2 separate regions of the Mus musculus genome follow, and region 1 is linked to region 2. The links are chromatin contacts, called in public Hi-C maps. All regions are on one chromosome and are shown on one strand. Each heading gives the region's core, a stretch centred on a gene start, on an enhancer-like site or on the middle of the called end of the contact. The rest is flanking DNA. Distances are from core to core; before and after follow the strand shown. Region 1 overlaps Mgat5 (mannoside acetylglucosaminyltransferase 5). Region 2 has its middle 23 kb from the start of Gm41945.

Region 1 (6,682 bases), core at 508-3,007, 310 kb after region 2:
GGTCACCCAGATGTGGCCTGGTGATAGAAACTATGAGCACATGGCAGTTGTGGATACTGTGTTAGGCTGGGCCTCCAACTGTCCATCATGGGTAGAGGAGGTCCCATGAAGACACAGATGATTCCAGGAGGCTGTGCCATTTCTTTAATGGTGTAGCCTCCGGGAATTAGATGGGAAGAAGGAATTCAATGGGAAAGGAATGGGGACAAAGAGAGTAAAGAGTGTTGAATAAGATCACCAAGCATGTCTAAGAAACTGTCAGAAATAAAGCAAAGCGTGAATGAGGCACAGCTGATGGAGACACCTGATGTCAACCTCTGGCCACCTCACACAGGCGCGTACTGACTGAGTTCTAGCTTTTGTTTTTACTCTGCTTTTGATGTACAGATGGTCTGTAGACGTTCTAGGAAAGGAAGGAGATGGTGGCTGAAATTGAGTCATTACTAATGCTATCCTTCAATACACACACACACACACACACACACACACACTTTAAATAGTAGGATCAATGATCCTACTCTGAAAGAGAGGCCAGTGGATTCTAAAGGACTGACTGAGCTATTTTAACCCTGTGAGCTATAGCATCCTAACCTCCTTACAGTGGTTGAACTCTGTCATTATAGTGCACATTAGCTGTAGAAATATGACTTAATGGCATGGCTAGACATAAAGCTTTAAACATAAAAGTAGGCAATTAGCCGATTTGGACTGGGATAAGGGTTGTTTGCCAGCCCCCTGCTGCGGGGATCACAATGTCCTTTCTCAATACTTGTATGGTAGTTTGTAGCCAAGAGTGTGGTGTTTGCCTTTAATCTTGATACTTGGAAGACAGAGGCAGACTGATCTCTGAGTTTGAGGCCAGCCTGGTCTACAGAGTGAGTTCCTGGACAGCCAGGGCTACACAGAGAAACTCTGTCTAGGAAGAAAAAAAAATGTTGTTTTTTGTTGTTGTTGCGAGACTGGAGAGACAGCTCAGCAGTTAAGAGCACTTGCTGCTCTTCTGAAGGACTGGGGCTCAGATCTAGGGCATCCAGCATCCTCACAAAGACAATGCAGGCAAAGCACCAATGCACATACAATAAAAATAAATGAATCTTTAAAAAAAAGGTAAGTTTGCATTGCACCCTTCCCTAAGTGTATGTGGGGTGTGTCCTGCACTATGCAGGGCGAGGGTTAAATAGGCAGTAAGCAGGCAGTAGGTGTGTATTGGTCCCTCTCTGTTCTGGACGGTGGGTGTGATGCCAGCAGCTGCTGAGCCCTGCCTTCCCCGAAATGATGAACTGTGTGTATCCTGGAATGGTAAGGCAAACAAGCCCTTTGGTTGCTATTGCACAGCAACAGAAATAAAACCAGGACAAACAATTTGCCCAGAGTTAACATAGTAACCTCCCTGATCCATGGCTTTTCTTTGGATGGGTTCAGTTACCTGGGTTAACCGTGATCTAGAAATGTTAACAGAGGATTCCAAAAATAATCAGCAGCTTTTTGGTGTTGTTTTTCCAGACAGGGTTTCTCTGTGTAGTCCTGACTGTCCTGAAACTCACTTTGTAGACCAGGCTGACCTCAGACTCACAGAGATCTGCCTGCCTCTGCCTCCTGAGTGCTGGGATTAAAGCCATGCAGTTGTGTGCGTAAGTGGAAAAATTGCAGAAATAATTAGTGAGTTTTAAGTTCCATGCAGTATGATGGCCCCACGTGCTCTCCTTCCTAGAAGGGGAGCTCTGGTGTTCTGCTGCTGCCGTACGAGCTACCTGGCAGCAGTCACTTGGCAATCAGCTCAGCTCAATGCGTGTCCGGATAGCCCTTATTTTGCTTCATACTGGCCCAAAGCTCGAGAGTTTTGAAGCGCTGCCATTCCAGTACAGCTAAGAAAGGCTGTGCAGCACTTCCTTTGAGTAAACAGCTGTAAGCTCTTGCCTTAGACAAAGAAACAACGTGTGTGCTGAGGATTTTAAGATCTACATGAAGAATAAGCCCCGAGAGGGCTGGAGAGATGGCTCAAGGTTAAAACCACTCTGTACTTTTCCAGAAGGCCCAAGTGTTGTTCCTAGGTTTCATCCGGCTGCTCACAGTCACCTGTAACTCCAGGGCCAGAAGATCGAGCAGCTCTTCTGACCTCAGTGGACACTACACTCACAGGCACAAATACCCACATAGGTACACGTAATTAAAAATAAAAATACGGTCCTTTTTTTGGTGGTGTTTTTGAGACAGGATCTCACTATGTACCCTTGGTTGGCCTGGAGCCAGCTTACTATGTAGGGCTGACTGACCTCAAACTCATAGATATGCTCTTGCCGTGGCCTCTCCTGTGTGAGAACTAAAGGCATGTACCACTACACCTGGCTGAAATCTTTTAAGGAAAAGAACAAATCCTCTATAATTTCTTCTATATACACTAATAACTTTGGCTAAAGTATATCCTATACTGAATTGTATCACTAATTACTGTTAATCTTACTGTGCCTAATTTATAAACGACACATTATCATATGTATGCAGAGGAAAAGGCACAGTATAAGTAGACATTGGGTCCATGTAAACACTGGGGACCTTGAAAGATGTCACATGAAGATAAAAGTGTTATGATATTATAAGTTCATGTTTAATTCATATTGATCAGCTATCCTTTCTAGTAATGTTCTTCATATGATTGAAAATCTCTGAAGCCTCATCATACTCTAATAGGCTTTTGTATTAGGTAGAGACCTGATGAAAGAAGTGAGGGAAAGCTGGACATGGTAGCTGGTGGGGCATGCCTTTAACCCTAGCCTGTCGGAGGTAGTCAAGGCTGCAGGACACACCGTTATTCCCAGCACTTGGGAGACAGAGGCAAGCAGATCTCTGAGTTTGAGGTTGGGTTGGTCCTCAGAGCAAGTTCTAGAACAGCCAGGGCTGTACAGAGAAACCCTGTCTTGAAAAACCAAAGAAAGGCGGAAAGCCTGCCTGGTATAGATAGCAAGACTAGGGACAGCCAGAGTTATATAGAAAGACTCTAGTTAAACAACAACAACCAACCAAACAACATACACACACACAGAGACATGCACACACATCTTATAGTTTTCTACTTGAACATATATTAACATTTTCTCCTGTGTGTGCATGGGTGCACATACATGTGTGTGCCTGTGTGCCTGTGGAAGTAAGTGTTAGATGTCTTCCTCTACCACTTCTTGGCTTGCTTGCTTGATGTATTGAGTGGCTTAGTGGCAAGGTCTCTCATCTCTTATGGGCCTGGCTCTCACGCATTTGACTAGGCTGACAGGCTGGCAAGCTCCAGGGATCCTCCCGTCTCTGCCTTGCCCATGCTGGGGTTACATGCATACAGTGCAGCGCTCAGCATTGTATGTTCACTAGGAAAAAACAGAGTGCAAGTCCTTGTACTTGACAGCAGCATTTTCAGCCTCCAAGATTTTTGTTTTTTTTTATTTTTTGCTATACAGGTCTGCAAGTGGTGAAATTTCTCATTTATTTTTCTAAAAATGGCATTGTTTATTTGTCTACCTTTGATTGGCATTTTTCAGAGTAGGTAGAGAACTAACAGAAAGTTTTCGCTTGACTTACGCAGCAAATCTGTCTTTGTTTGGTTTGGTTCCAGCTTTTCTGATGTGAAGTCAGGTGGCTTGGCTATCTTTATTGCCTTTTATGTAATGTGTCTTGTTTTTCCTTAGCTTCCTTTAATGTTTTTCTTTGTCTTTGACCTTTAGCAGTTTGGTTATAACAAATGTAATTGTCTCTGCCTTCTGTGTGAGTCACTGAGTTATTAGATTTGAACTTAACGATTTTTTTTTAAAAAAATGATTTTGGAAACTTGATGGCCATTATTTCTTCAAGCATTTTTCTTTTCCATTTGTTCTTGTTTTCTTTCTATTGCTATGGGGAAAAAAAGACCCTAACAAAATGCAGCTTAGTGGAAAAGGGTTTATTTGACTTAAAATTGTAGGTTCTTGTCCATCCCTGTAGTGGTGTCAAGGTGGTGAGAACTTGATGTGGCTAGTCACAGCCATAGTCAAGGACAGGAAACAATGTTTGCTTGCTTGCTGCCCAATTCATTTGCCCTACCCTTCTTTATACAGTCCAGGCTCCGTCCTGTGAAACTGTCCTGTTCGTATGCAGTCTATCTGGGTCTTCCAACCACAGTTAACCCAAATAAGAAAACAGATTCCTTATCAAAAATGTGCACAGACCAACCTGATAGAGACAGGCTGTCGTTGGGAGCCCCTTCCCATGGGATTCCTTACTGAATCAAGTTGACAAAGCTAGCTGTCAGCCCATTGTCTCTCTGGGCATTCATTTGCCCATCCTCTCCGACATGTCGTGGACACTCTGCTTACTCTTCCTTCAACCTCTGTTGTCCAATTCCGATGCTGTCTGGTTCACTGGTCTTTTCTTCAGCATCTCCTAGTTTACTCTTACTTTTAGTTTGTGAATTTTCCATTTCAGATAGTCTAGTTTACATCCTGGAATTCTTGGAGGTGGTGGTGGTGGTGGGGTGCATATGTATGTATGTGTGTGTTCTTGCAAATATTCATTTCTCTGCTAATAAATCTTTCAGCCACTGATTTTTTTTTGTCTTTAATATTATCATAGCTGCTTTAAATTTCTTGTCAGTCCTCTGGCATTCACATTATCTAAAGCTAATTTTATTGATTGATTTTCTTTAAAAAATAAATATTTTTATGTGTATTTATTTTGCGAACTGCATGCTCCATGGCACAATTTGTGGGCATCAGTTCTGCTGCTCCACATTGCAAGTGTGTCCTTGGGGTTGAACTCAGGTCACTAGGCTTAGCATTAAGTAAGTACCTACCCACCGAGCCATGTTGCTGGTCTTTGCTGTTCTTTTCTTAACCTCTTTTGGTTTTTTGAAGTCTCATATAGGTCTGGCTGCCCTGGAACTTGCCTATGTAGACCAGGCTGGCCTAGAATTCACAGAAATCCACCTGCCTCTGCCTCTCCTTCCTGACTGTTTTTCTGAGTTGATTCACCCTTTCAGTGAAAGCTTGTGTAAAGGAATTTATACACTTAAAATAGTCTTCTATTGTCAGTCTTTTCTCATAGTTTCTAATTCTATATTGTTTTCTCTTCCCCAATGATAAGAAATACTAATACATACAGGTGTAGAGTTTATTTGTCTACCTTTTTACCTAACAGACCTCCATGTTCAGAACATCTTTGACAGTCTGATAAGAGGAGTCAGGCCTGTTCTAGAAGAAAAACTGAACAAATGTTGCTTGTGGGACTGAAAAAAAAATGTACATGTGCGTGATTCGGGTACTGACACAGTTTCACAAGGACAGCGACATTGCAGTGCCACTTCCTCCAGGAAACCTCCTGTGAGAATGCTGCTTCCAAAAGGCTCTCACCTTATTGCACTTATTGCAAAAGGAGTATAGTCATCAAACTCACCTGAGGCACAACCCAAGGATGCCTGCCATCCAGTGTTTGCCACCGTCACCTAAGCCTTTCCACCTACTTGCCAGTTTCATAGTCTCCTCAGAGTTGACAACTGAGAATGTCTCAAAATACGTCAGCCCTTATCTTATTTTTTAAATATTATGTAGAGAAGCTATTTTTTTCCTAAGGACATATAGTGTAACTCTTTTTTAAAAATGTTTTTGAAATATAAAGCTAGCACTCTCCCAACTTATAATAGAGACTGCCTTGCCCATTTACTGTAACTGGATACCTGTGTGGGATATTTTGTGTTCTCTCTGTTGTTGCCTAAAATACTGAAGAACATTTTGTTGCAGGAAAAATGATCCTGGGAACTAAGTTTATTCTTACAGAAAGTGCCATTTGCATAGAGATGAGTGCATGCAGATTTATGCAGGACCCTGATTATCCACATCATATACAAACTCCATTTTCCCTTCCAGCCTCAGAAATGGAAATATACAAACATAAGTTGGTACTGTGGTGCTATTATATTCACTTAAAATAACCAAGCTTTTCTCATTGTACAAATCGAAAGTATTGTGATCTCAGCGTCCTTTACCCACTACCCTCAGGCACAGTGACTTAGAACTGACGAGGGGTGACAAGACAGCACAAAGACCATCATTCATAGGATGAATGTATTGCAGCAGTAGAGTACTGAGGGAGCAAGAACCTGCATGCTGTGTTGCATGATGAGCATCCTAGGGTCTCCTAGTTGCTCTGTGGTTAAATGAAATCCTGTGTTATCATTGCAGGTCTCAGTACCTGGCCCAGGAAGGGTAACTAGATCCTTAGAAAGCTTTGCAACAATTCCCGAGTGAGGAGAACCCTCCCAGGGGGTTGGTGCACAGGCCAGTGGTTTGAATGGGAATTGTCTCCCATACTGTGTCTCAGTGGATAATTGTGAGATTAACCAGCTGGTGGCTCTGTTTGGGATGGTTAGGAAACCTTTAGGAAGTGGAGAGCTGCTGGCGGAAGCATGCCATTATGGTTGTTAGGGGAGGGCCTTAAGGCTCTACATCCCTAGACCACTTCCTGTTCTTTCTCTACTCCTTGTCTCCTGCTCCCGACACCACGCCTTCCTCACCAGGCTGGACTCTATCCCTGTCCACAGTTAAGCGGGATAACTTCTGATCCTTTTGCACTCATCTCCCTTACACTGAGACTACAGGTGTGTAACCGCACCCTCTTTATGGGAATGTGAGGGATGGGACCCAGGGCTTTGCACATGCTAGGCAAG
Region 2 (7,432 bases), core at 836-3,335:
ATATCATCCAGATTTGTGATGAGTCCTCCTACTTCAGGTAACCTAGTCAAAAATCCCTCACAAATATACCCTCCCTCACAAATATACCCTCCCTCACAAATATACCCTCCCTCACAAATGTACCCTCCCTCACAAATATACCCTCCCTCACAAATGTACCCAGCAGCTTATATTTTAGTTGATTTTAGATCCAGTCAGGTTGATAGGCCATCATGTGTAGTAGGTAATGAAAACTTAATTAGAAGGTAGGAGGCTTTTTTTTTCCTTTGTCACAGTCCAGGCTGATCTTATGTAGCTGAGATGGCCTTGGACCGATGATCCCCCGCCTCTCCTTCTCAAGTGTCTTAGTCATAGGTATGCACCACTGTGTTCCTTGTTAGCTCAGGGGCTTGAATCTTTTTAAAAGAAGAATAATTAATTTACAGCCTCTCAGAGACACGTTCAACTCTAAGCATCTTGAGCTCCATTGCCACCATTCAGTAAAATAAAAGTTCCTTGAACACAGCTCAGTGATATAATAAAATTCAAACTGATAAACAAACCAGCCAGGACTAACCGGATCCTGAGTGACAAATAGGTAGACAGCCTATACATCGTTGATACCCTAAACCAGAAAATAATTCGTGTCTCAGACATGATGGAACAGAGTTGGAGGCCTGTCATAACACTACATAGGAAGGTGTCCAAATCCCTCCCATTAAATGATTTTTATTTCTGAATTGTGTATGTGTCTGTATGCCTGTACTTGTGTGTACGCAGATGCACATGCACACATGTAGAAAACAGAGAACACCCACTGGTGTCATTCCTCAGGAGCACCCACCTTATTTTTCTATTCAGTTTTATTTTTGATTATGGATATGAGTGAGTATGTGTGCCAGGGATGGGGGTGCACATGACTGTAGCTCCTAGTGGAGGCCACAAGTATGCCTGATCCTCCCGGAGCTGCAGATACAGGTGGTAATGAGCTGCCTGATGTGAGTACTAGGAACTGAACTCTAGTAGTCTGGACCAGAAGTAAATGCTCTTAACCACTGAGCCGTCATCTCTCCAGCCCTTTTCAATCTTGATTTTAGAGACAGGGTGTGCTGGTTAATTTTTTGGCAACTTGACACAAGTTAGAGTCACGTGAGATAAGGGAAACTCAAGTGAGAAAGTGCCTGAGAGGAAGTCTATGAGACATTTTCTTGATTGATGATTGGTGTAAGAGGATTCAGTCCACTGTGGGCGGTGTCACCCTAGGCAGGTGGTCCTTACTGCGTAATAAAGCAAGCTGAGCAATCCATGGGGAGCAAGCCAGTAGGCAGTGTTCCTCCATGGTCTCTGTTTCAGTTCTAGCCTTCAGGTTTCTGCCCTGGATTCCCTTGATAATGGAATGTGATTAGGATGTGTTAAGCCAAATGAATCTGGTCATTGTTTTCTCCCCCAAATAGATGCTTAACTACAGGAAAACATGGGTTCTCTCACTGGTCCAGAATATGCCAAGTAGGCTAGGCTGGTCAGTAAGCTTAAGAGATTCACCTGTCTCCACCTCCCCAGTGGTAGGATTATAAGAGTGTGCTACCAGGTTCAGGTTTTGTTTTGTTTTGTATTGTTTTGTTTTGTTTTGTTTTGTTTTGTTTAATGTGAGGTCTGGAGATCAAACTCATACCCTAGTGCTTGCATAATAAGCATTTTACTACTGATCCATCTCTCCAACCGAAAATGTTGTGCAATTATTTACCCAACATCGATTACTAATATTTTCCTACTTTCCAAAGTCTGGATTTCAAATTTTCTGTTTCATTTATTTATACCAATAAAAGTGTGTGTGCCAAGGCCCACTCTGTGGTGATCAGAGGGCAACTCATAGAAGTTAGCTCTCTCCTTCTACCGTATGGGTCCTAGGAATTGAACTCAGGATGTCTGGCTTGGTGGAAGGGGCCTCCACTGAGCCATCCTGCTGACCCCAAAGTTTTCCTTTTACATCTCATAAATGGGTGGTAAAATGAATTAGGTCACAGGCAAAGTCTTCTTGTAGCCCATTAGAAACGTCCTTCAATATTCACACAGGTTCGTTAATCAATACCTTCTGGGCACCAGCACTTTAACTGTGATGACTTGGAAATGAGTCTGTCAAAGTCTTTGGCTGTAAATGTCAGCAACAGCCAGGATAGAAGATTAATTATCTCCACATCCCACGTGTGGATACTCTTTGAGGTACAATGTTTCTGTAACATCAAAGAGAATTTTCTAGAGGATTCTCTGAAACACTATTTTTCCTTCAATGGCAGATGTTACTACCTCCAGAAATCATTTGTTTTCCACATTAAAATAAAGCTCATGAAGAAGTTTCAGAAAACACAAGTCCCGGGGACTGGGAGATAGATCAGTGGGTAAAACAATTGCCGTGCACATATGGAGACCCAAGTTTGAATCCCCAGGACCCACATAAATGCTGGATATGTGTGTGGTGACCCTCCAAGGTAATTGTGGCCTTGGAAAACTGAGACAGGGGATCGTAGGAGCAATCTTGAGAGCTTTGCTAGCCCAGTCTACAAGCTCAGGGTTCAGCTGAGAGACACTGCCTCAATGAATAGTATGGAGTAGTAAAGGAAGATTTCAGATGTCAACCTCAGGTTTCCATACGCATGCACATGCACCTACACCTCTATGTGCACATGTGCATACATACAATCATACACAGATGCATACCACATTTAGACATATGCAAAGTTTAAACATACACAGTACTGACAGGAAGGACAGGGGATCTGAAAAGTATGATGGAAAGAGCTTAGCCAGCACTCTGTTATCTTGATGTCTGTGGACAGCTTAAGCTTCTGGCTCCACTCTGGCTCCCTGACTGCCTATGAAACTCACAAGCAAAACCATGCTTGGGATTCTCCAACCTTCCTGAGTATTTTCTCTTCCTACCTGACTCTCAGTTTCTACATAGTACACGTTTAGTTGGCAATGCACAACATTGTGATAGCAGCATAGAGACTAAACAATACCCTCCATGTCTGACTCCCTATGTAAGTTAGTTTTCTGACACCATGATACCACAACCAAAGCAACTTAGAGAAGAAAATAGTTTTTGTTTACAATCCTAGAGGGATGGAGCCCTAGAGGGATAGAGGCATAGGAGTGGTATCAGGAACAGGAAGCTGGCTGATTGCTCACAGGAATGGGAAGTGAGGTGGGAAGGAAATGGTGTGAGATTATAAACCCTCAAAGCCCAACCCCAGTGACACACTTCCTTCCTCCTTAAGGCTCCATTTCTAGAACAGCACCAGTAACTGGGTATCAACTGTTCAAGTACTCGATTCTCTGGAGGACAAGTGTTGAGGACCCACGGCCAACCATCAGAGCACATGTAAAGAAAGCCAGGTATGGTGGCACACACTTGAAATCTCAGTGCTAGGAAGGTAGATAGATCCCTGAGGCTTGTGAGCCAGCCAGCCTAGACAGCTCAATGAGCTTCAAGCCAATCATAGCCTGTGTCAAAAAGAAAAAAAAAATAGAATGTGGAGAGGGCCTAAGAATGTGTGACATAGGAAGTTGTCCTCCGACCATGTTCACCTATGCGCTTGCGTGCACATGACAGTGCACACACAGAGAAAAGAAACCGCCAATAGCAGGAATGCTTCATGATTTGACCAAAAACAAAGGCATTTAGGCAAAATGATCCTAATTTGCCCTGATACATTATTAAAATGACTTGAAGATCCCCATCCCATCTTGCAGGGTTCTTTGCATGGACCTGAATTGACATGGAGGGCAAGACCTGCTTATAGCATTACTTCAACACAAAAAACACTGGAAAAGTTCTAAAAGTTTTGATTTATTTTTTTGGTATTGAGACTTTCAGATAATATGTGCTACTTTATATGCACAGAAAGACTTAACTCAGACTAGCCTCATTTTAAATGTTACATGCATGCATAGGCTAGCAGTTGTGTGATTCTAAAGCAACAATCTACAGTCTATCTATCTATCTATCTGTCTATCTATCTATCTATCCATCCATCCATCCATCCATCCATCCATCCATCCATCTAGCTAGCTAGCTATCTTTTTCTCAATACAGGGTCTATGTAGCCCAAACTGGCCTCAAGTTCATTGTGTGGCCAAGGCTAGCCTTGAACTTCTGATCTTGCCTCTATCTCCCAAGAATCAGGATTTGGGGTATGGGTCACTGTAATGATTTTGGAGTGCTCTAGCTTAGAACGCAGGTTTTTGTGCATGCTAGGCAAACACTCTACCAACTGAGCTACAGTACCAGTTCCTCTAATTTGCCCTGATACATTATTAAAATGACTTGAAAATCCCCATCCCACCTTGCAGGGTTCTTCATTTTAAGCAAGAGATAAGAATTGTTGATGAAAATACATGTAACTGATTGGAAACTGTCTAAACAAGGCAAGTTTGACCTGGAGAACAGGACAGAAACCCTCTTTCTCCCATTATGGGCAAAGGCATTGGCATGGACACAGCTCCTTTGAAAGAAAGGCAGAAAAAAAAAAGATGTCTTAAATTGTTCTCAGGAACTCATTGAAATTAGCCTTATTGGAACAATAGGGGCTTTCAGGAAAATTGCTGAGGTCCTGGGCCCCAAGGTCTGAGGCAGCTCTACTCATCTTAGCTCAGGAAGATCTGTAAAGGCTTTGGGGCTGGCACATTATCTCTGAAAAATTCCCTGGCTTTGAGGGCTCCTTAGCACTGGGTATTGTGCTCCAAGCTTTGAAAATACTAATGGAAGTCATGAGTCAAGAGACTACCTACCTGGCTTCCTCTAAGCTCACATTCTAGCACTCCCAGAGGCCATATAAGGTCTGACAAGGATCTTTCTTTCCTATATTCCCTAAATGGCTCCGCTGCCAACTGTTCTAATACTCCTAGATTTTTCTTGGGTGAGTAGTACTATAGCATTATATTTTTATCTACGTTCTACCCAACAATTGGCCCATAAGTATGTTTTCATGGATCATTATGAAGTTAGATATGTGTGTATGAGTAAACATGTATGTCCATGCTCACAACATTACTCTCCTTTACAATTATTTATCTTTTATTGTTGGGGGCCATGCATTTGGAGGTCAGAGGAAAACTTGCCAGAGTGGATTCTCTCCTTCCACCATATGGCTCCCAGGAATCAAACTCAGGTCATCAGGCTTGACTGCAATCACCTTTGCCCACTGAGCCACATTGCAGGCCCACTATTGCACACGTTCAAGCAGTCTTCCTGTGGTGGAAAGGGATATAGTGATGTGCTTTAAGGTAAAGTCTGTAAAGAGAAGCAAAGCCAAGCTCTGGCTTCAATGCTGTCACTTGCTATGGAAGCCATGTCATCAAGTTCTTATTATTCCTATAGGGGTGAAATGGACTTAAGTTTGCAAAAGGCAGTGTCTGCTACATGCTAGAGGCTAAAATAACAGCCATGTTTACCATTATTGTTGTTTCCTATTAGGTTGTAATTACTTTTGCTTGAAAAAAGCCCTATAAAGATGGGGAGATAGATCTATTTTATTATTAGTTTTTATTGATTACTTATTCAGTATAATTAGTTATAATTTATACTTATATTTATCTAGTGTAACTATTAATTACTTAGTGTATATGCATGTGTATGCACATTCATGTCACCGTGCATGTGTACATATCAGAGGACAACATTAGGGAGTCAGTTTTCTCCTTCTGTCATGTGTGTTTTCAGGATTGAACTTCTGTCATCAGGCATGGCAGCAACTTTTTCCCACTGAGCCATCTCACCTTCACTGGCTAGTTCTTTTATTTTTTTCAGACTTAATTCACTTTATTTTTCTTCTATAAAAACCCTTATGTCTTAGCCACAGCTGGAACCTGCATCTTCTGAATAGAGACCTGATATGGAGACTTGGTGAACATAGTCTCTTTCTAGAAGCAGGGGGGTGGGGGACGGGGATGGGGGGGGTGTCATGTAGCTATAGATCTTAAAGATGGCATTAAAGGTAGCCTTGGCAAAGTTTCCCAGGGTGGCAGTACAGTGCTGGGCTGATGGGTAGCAGTCATCAATACCAGCACTCAGCAGCAACTTCTTGGGCACAGGAGCAGAGACAATGCCAATGCCTCTTAGAACCAGGATGATGAACTGCAGCAACACACAGCCACAGCAGCCTGTCACTTGGAACACAACAGTGTGGGGCTTGCCAATCTTGTTCTCCCAGCAGCCTTTCTGTACAGGGATTATGGAAAGCTTGACCAGGATGATAGGCCCTCAGATGGCAGTGGCTACCTTCTCAGGACACTTAACACCAAGAACAACATGATCATTGTAGTCCCCAATAACAACAAAAGCCTTGAATCTGGTCTACTGGCCAGCCTGAGTCTGCACTGGCAGGATTGTTAGAACCTCATCCTTTAGGTATTTTCTGAGAAAAAAAGCCAAAAATCTCAGATTCCTTAATGGGCAGGAAGAAAAGGTAGACCTCTTCCACGGACTTGATCTCCATATCCTTATCCAGGCAGCCCAGCTTGGTGACAGGCACCCATTCCTTGTCTTTGGATTTACCTCCAAGAGCCCTGAAACATCCAAGACTGCTGCCATATCCTCCAGAAAGCAACATAACCTCCTAATTATGGGCTCCATGCCTTCTGGGCCCTCCTACTGCACCAATTGGTGTTTTTCCCAAGGAGGAGGAGGAGGAGAAGAAGAGGAGGAGGAAGAAGTGCAGCAGCACTAGTCATGTTCTTAATCTCTCACTTGGCTAATTTATAAATGAAAGTCTATCATAGTTATGTACATGGAATATAGTAGGCATCCTCTGGGGTGTGAGAGGGAGGACATTAGATAAAGTGAAAGAAGCCCATTCACAAAGACCACATATTGTATTATTCCATATATATATATATATACTATTTCAAGAATATGAAAATCCACAAAGATAGGTGGTAGATTAATGCTTGTTAAAGGCATGGGGGAGACTACTGCTAATGGATGTGAAATTTCTCCTGTGGTGATAAAATTGTTCCAAAATTTGATAGAAGTGATAGTTGCCTATATATATGTGTGTGTGTGTGTGTGTGTGTGTGTGTGTGTGTGTGTATACACACACACACAGAGTTACTACATTATACAAAAGAGGTAGGCAAACATTTTTGTAACAAGCTAGGTAGCAAGGACTTAGATTTTGTGGTCCATATGATCTTTGATAGAACTGCTCAGGTGCTCAGATGATATTGGAGCAGAGACCACCATAGGTAATATGTAAACGATTAGGCACAGTATATTTTAGTGTAAAGACATCTTACTTGCATGGCTGAGGAGATAGATCAGTTCATAAAGTACTTGCCTAAGTTTGATTCCCAAAAGCTTAAAAAGCCAGCCATGGCCATCTCACCAGAGGCAAGGACAGCATTTTGAACCCCTGGTAAAACTGCTACCCCACCTCTACCCTACCCCCACCTGCCC

Evidence for each region. A called contact is a pair of places that touch in the nucleus more often than the background predicts.
Region 1: a Hi-C map of liver shows a contact between it and region 2, with 3 times the contacts expected there. The contact joins two enhancer-like sites. A contact is called at or near these places in 1 of 484 Hi-C or Micro-C datasets (liver) and 1 of 9 other capture datasets (embryonic stem cells).

What each region holds. Positions count from the first base shown.
Region 1 is chr1:127,354,009-127,360,690 of GRCm38.p6, forward strand. The region is part of intron 4 of Mgat5 (mannoside acetylglucosaminyltransferase 5); the gene reads left to right. Among named protein-coding and RNA genes, the nearest start is that of Gm23734, 18 kb to the right of the region's middle. Within about 2 kb of position 1,758, at least 8 of the 459 cell types and tissues checked have an H3K27ac peak or open chromatin away from gene starts, as enhancers often do. A contact at or near this core is called in liver, where this site is marked.
Region 2 is chr1:127,044,161-127,051,592 of GRCm38.p6, forward strand. It overlaps the pseudogene Gm5261. Among named protein-coding and RNA genes, the nearest start is that of Gm41945, 23 kb to the left of the region's middle. Within about 2 kb of position 2,086, at least 6 of the 459 cell types and tissues checked have an H3K27ac peak or open chromatin away from gene starts, as enhancers often do. A contact at or near this core is called in liver, where this site is marked.